2 separate regions of the Mus musculus genome follow, and region 2 is linked to region 1. The links are chromatin contacts, called in public Hi-C maps. All regions are on one chromosome and are shown on one strand. Each heading gives the region's core, a stretch centred on a gene start, on an enhancer-like site or on the middle of the called end of the contact. The rest is flanking DNA. Distances are from core to core; before and after follow the strand shown.

The links. Hi-C and Micro-C count contacts between places; a contact is called where the count stands out from the background.
Region 2: a contact with region 1 is called in a Hi-C map of the N1E-115 cell line, with 3 times the contacts expected there. The contact joins the enhancer-like site here to the promoter of Rwdd3 in region 1. A contact is called at or near these places in 4 of 39 promoter capture datasets (embryonic stem cells, hippocampal neurons and liver), 2 of 15 datasets of contacts at CTCF or cohesin (CD8 T cells and pro-B cells), 33 of 484 Hi-C or Micro-C datasets (the AtT-20 cell line, the C2C12 cell line, DN3 thymocytes and 15 more), 7 of 115 datasets of contacts at active chromatin or transcription factors (astrocytes, embryonic stem cells, fetal liver and 3 more) and 3 of 9 other capture datasets (adipose tissue, liver and pancreatic islet).

Annotation. Positions count from the first base shown.
Region 1 is chr3:121,170,247-121,172,946 of GRCm38.p6, reverse strand. Rwdd3 (RWD domain containing 3) reads left to right here and starts at 1,252. Exons shown (of 5, transcript NM_028456.3): 1 at 1,252-1,355. The coding sequence starts at 1,271.
Region 2 is chr3:121,238,044-121,240,743 of GRCm38.p6, reverse strand. All of the region lies in intron 1 of Tlcd4 (TLC domain containing 4), which reads left to right. Among named protein-coding and RNA genes, the nearest start is that of Tlcd4, 24 kb to the left of the region's middle. Within about 2 kb of position 1,448, at least 59 of the 459 cell types and tissues checked have an H3K27ac peak or open chromatin away from gene starts, as enhancers often do. A contact at or near this core is called in the G1E-ER4 cell line, the N1E-115 cell line, astrocytes and 2 more, where this site is marked.

The sequences.
Region 1 (2,700 bases), core at 3-2,502:
TCATGTGTTTAAATAAACCTTTATCTTTCTAATTATTTGCACAGCACGGTTCCTAATTGCCTGGGGTCACTGAAATCTCAGGGCATCCCTGGAAAAGCTTTTCTTGTCTATCTCATCAGATTTCCTTTCTCTTCTTGGAAGCCAATTTCTCTTCCTTTTTTCAAATTGCCCTTTTAGCAATAGAAATGATGATTGGGATAGTAACGTGGCCCAGTTAAAATTATTCTGACTTGTAGAAGTCAGTGAAAGGAGTCACTGAAGACCTACTTAAATTCTTTGATGAACTCACAGAATGTTATTTCTGATACAAACCAGTGGCATGAGACCTCCCCGAGTGAGCCAAAGGACTCTTGGGAGCTGCAGAATTAAAAATTTTTATTTTGGGGGCGGGGGGAGTCAAATGCACCTAGACAGAACTACTTACCACAAATTAATTTTGCTTACTAAAGTCGAGGTTGAAACAGATGCATCACTCATTCTGTTATCCTATTGTTACTGCGAGTGTTTTGAAATTTAGGTCAAGATTCAAAGATGGTGATTTCACCATTAAGCTTCAGGGATCAGAGAGGTAATAGACACATTATGTTATATGCATCGAATATCACCTGAACCGAACCAAACCGAACCAAATCAAATCAACTCAAATCAAATCACTGTAAAGCTAGTTTTTGGCTTTGGACCCCATCTCTAAGGAGTCTCATCTCAGTCTTCCCTCTTCTTCATCTTGGACTGGAAAGAGGCCCTGGAATCTAGACCTTGTGTGTAATCCCGAGGCTAGTGACCAACCAGGTCAGTATCCTGGAGGTCATTATCGTTCTCTTTTCTGAAATATCCTGACCACGAGGGTCACTGACCCTCATGAGGACATGGAATTTGTGTTTTGCTCACTGTGGGATCTCAGGACACAAAGTTCAAAAGCCTGACAAGGGCTCGTTCGCCTTGTTTGGCTTTTCTTGTTTGTTTAGGTTTTTTTTACTCTCTCCATTTCCTCCTAGCCTGGTGAAGCACGGTGGGTTCACAGCCTGGTTGTTCTTGTAGGGGACTTTGGGGCTTTACAGGTCTCTCTCTGATCCAGAAAACCACAGAGGCCAAAACTCAGAAGGTTCTGGGCGGACACATGCCACGCCCATAAACACGCCCATCTCCCCGCCCCCCGCCCGGCGCCATCCGCAGCCGACCTGGCTGTGAGGCCGGGGCGCCCCCCAGTGACCGTAGGGGAGCTTTGCTCCGGGAGGCGGCGGAAGTGGCTTTGGGTTCTGGTCGCACGGATATGGTGGAGGAGGTGCGGCAGGAGCTCTCGGCGCTGGCCGCGATCTTCTGCGGGCCCAACGAGTGGGAGATGTTGAGCTGTTCAGGTGAATACCCTGCCTCTCACCCTGCGGCCACTGCGGGGAGTCGGGGACCCGGTGTCTTGTGGCCCTGGACAGGAGTAGGAGGGGACTGGGGGGTGGGGTTGGCCTGCGCTTGCAGTGCCCTCCCCTGAGCTCGCCCTCTCCGCCCCCCTACCCCGTGCTCTCCCGCAACTAGACGGTGCGCAGTGCCCTCCTCGTGAAACCCAGCTCCTCCAAATAGTCGGCATCCACCATAAGCATTTGTGTATCACGTCCCTGACAACAGGACGCTGTAGTTGGTTGTCAGCCACGTGGAAGGCAGTCAGGAAATGCTTGTTAAGGTTTGAACTCTCCAGAGTTAATTGCCTTTGACTTTATTATTAATTTTTTTTGTTGTTTTACTTAAAAATATTTTTATTTTTACGTTTTCCAGGCTGCTGAAAAATGGCAGCCGATTCCAGACTTCTGCTGGACGCAGCATGGAGACCTTCTCTTCTAACCCAGGCAGGGCACCGACCCTCTGAGAGTTTATAGTCTGTAAAGCTATTACTATTGTTGTTATTATTAATTGTTTTAAAAAGCTAAAATTTCATTCTTGTCTTGGCTTCCGTTAAGGAACCCAGACGCTCCACTCACACACTTTTAAATTTTTTTTTGGCGTATGTATGAGTGTTTTGCATGCCTGTATAGACCTGTATGCTGAGTGTGCCTGGGAGGCCTGAATAGGACGTTCAGGGGCTAGGAGTTACCGAGGGTTTGAGAGCCTTGCCTTAAAGGTGCTGAGAACTGAACCCAGGGAATAGTCAGTGCTCTTAACCACTGAGTGCCCCCAATTTCCCCCTTTTGGGAAAATGTGCTGATGCAAATTATTCTCACCCTCGCTGAGCTGTCAAATATGTCATGTACATTTTGAGGTCAGTGAGAGCCATCCCTCTACTGTTACAATGTAACTACGATTGTAATGGCTTTTCTGACCATAAATTGGCTTAGCTCTAGGAAGACAGTGTGAGATGTGCTAGACCTAAGGAAGCTATATCTATGATTAGGAGGGCTTTGGGTTTCCATAAGATAAGTCAGTGACCCCTTTCTCCTATGCCTTCTTGCATGCACACATCTACAGATCTTTGTGGTGATTTGACGTTTCAGGCCATGTGAACTTTCTAGAAAAATGGAGTTGCTCTCTTCTTAAGTGCCTAGACCTGTCTTGTATATTTTTGAAACTTCCTTAAGACCCCTATGAAAGGATTTATTGTAGGGATTTGCCACCCTCTTGTGATTGGGTAGCATCCTGATCGGTTAGCATCTCCTGTCTCCACAATTCTCTCTATTGGTAATTGCTTCTGCCGGAGGCAGCTATTTAAAGGGATCA
Region 2 (2,700 bases), core at 199-2,698, 68 kb before region 1:
GGCAGAGTCTAGTATGCAGAGAGGAGGCTCCATACAACGAGGCAGCAAACATTGCCAAGCTAAGAGTTTGCCTGGTAGCCCTCTAGGTGAAATGAGAATCGTTTCTATCAGAAGAGGGGGACAACTGGAGATTGGCTGCCCTGTGTATTGAAATAAATGTGGAAAATGGGGAAGGGAGCTTGCTAGGATGGAGAAGGAATGCTAAGCATGAGTGGGGCATTGTTCTCAGCTTCTTTCTGCCCTGTTGCTCTTAAAGACACACACACAGCCCTATCCCGGGCCCCTACACTACACATCGAGGCAGTGTTTCTTACTTGCATGTCTGAGTGATTCAAATACATTCCCCCAGAAATCCCTGTACTTACAAGGGAATAATGAGTGGGGGGAAATGAGGGTCTGGGCTGTGCTAGTGGGTGAGGAGTTGGTTCTAAACACTCTCAGGGGAACTGAGTTGTTTGAGCTTCTTCTGCCTCAAAGCATCTAGTTGGTATTTCAATAAAGTGCTAACCAGACAAACATAAGGACCTAAGTTTGATTCTCAGAACCATGTTTAAAGAAAAGAATGTCAGTTCTAGGAAGGTAAGAGTCAGGCAGATGGATGGAGGCTCACTGACTCTCTAGTGTAGCTTATTTTGAGCTAGGTCCAGACCAATGAGACATTATGTCTCAAGAAGAAAACAGAGAAGACGGCTCCTGAGGAATGACTCCGACCTCTGCACCCAAAGAGAATGTTTTCTTCCCTCATTACCCTCTGATTCAAGTCATTGGCTACCACTAGATAGCTCCTCACCAGTACGTCTGCTGGGTATTCTTTGCTAGTGAGGAAGGAACATCATGGTACACCCTGAATCCTTGCCTTCCTGCTGGCTCACAAGGTGGCTTCTCCCATTTAGCGCTCTACACACACACACACACACACACACACACACACACACACACACACACACACACACATACACACACACATACACACACACACACACACACACACACACACACACACACACACACAAAGCCTGGTATACAGCTGACAGTGACAAATGTTGGCTGTATTGACAGTTCTGAGGTGACGATGTGAACGGCTTTTTGCCATTTCCAGGACCATGCATCCAGAGATGAGAATGGGTGTCCTCCTACAGGAGAAGGGATCTCTAGTGAGGGGAAAGAGAGGGCTAAGCTCGTTTGTGACCTAAGACCATCTCTCGGGGAAAGGACAAGCAAGCAGAATTGTACTCAGCAGATAATGGAAGTTCCTCTAGTGTCTACAATTCTTGTGGATCAAGACAGCTGATTGATTGTATGGTAGACTTCATTTCTCAACAGTCTCGTACACTTTCCCCGTCTGTTTCAGCCGCTCTTTTCTAGGCCAACTCCCACTAGGCCAGCTTCCTCGCCTCCTGCCAGCTGCTGGCCACACGTAGAGGAACATGAATGAGGCTTAATGCTTCTCCACTCTCACTGTGATTTCCAGTGCTTAGTGATTGCCAAGTCCGTAAAGGCCCTCTGTCTAGGCTAATATTAGACGTCATTTTCTCTGTCCATTGTTACCCTTCCATCTTCTGATTGGCACCTGAAGTGGACGGGCATGGGCAACTGCTGCTACCAAGAGGCCTTAGCTTTCTGGAGGACATTTAAGTAATCTCCAGATGAGGTCTTTATTTGACATGACCAATTAAGCAAGCAGCTGCTTATTCAGAAGCAGATCTGAGATAGAGCAATTTAATTAGCTTCTGTCTGTTGAGCCCTTAGTAGAAGCCACAGCTCGAATATATGGTATTCTTTGTTTAGTTATAAATGGAGCCCCCTCCCTTGGCAGAGAAATCCTCTCATCATATATACCCCAAGAAAACAGACAGTAAATCTGTTGAAAGTATAAAGTATTGGGGGTTGGAGAGATGACTCAGCAGTTAAAAGCACTTACCATCCTTTCAGAGGACCTGGGTTCGAATCTAAGCACCCATGTGCTTAGATTAGACTCGCACCATCTGTAACTCTAGTTCCAGTGAATGTGATTCCCTCTTCTGGCCTCTGCCTGCACCAGCTGTGCACTGGGTTTACATACATGCATACGTGCAGGCAAAACACTAATACACATTTTTTTCCCCCCGAGACAGGGTTTCTCTGTATAGCCCTGGCTGTCCTGGAACTCACTTTGTAGATCAGGCTGGCCTTGAACTCAGAAATCTACCTGCCTCTGCCTCCCGAGTGCTGGGATTAAAGGCGTGTGCCACCACACCCGGCAAGAAATCTTTAAAAAAAAAAAATAAAATATTTGTCCACCATAACAATTCATTCATGAAAACTAGGACTCGGGGGAAGTAATATATATATTTAAAAATTTTTTTTAAAAAAATCTGTATCTATTTAATGTATGTGTGTTTGCATGATGTGTGCATGTATATGTAGGTGTGTGTATGTGTTATGTGTGTGATGTGTGTATGTGTGTCCTTGTATATGTGTTAAGACATACATGTGGAGGTTAGAGGACGATTTGCAGGAATTGATGTCCTGGATCCACCCGTGGATCCTGGGGTTGGAACTCGGGTGTCAGGTTTGGTGACAAGTGCCTTTTACTTACTGAGTCACCTTTTGGGCCCATATGATACTGTCTTTATTTTTTCTTTTCTTTTTTTTTTTTTAACTTTTTCTTCTTTTTTCTTTTTTTTAAGATTTATTTATTTATTATTATATGTAAGTACA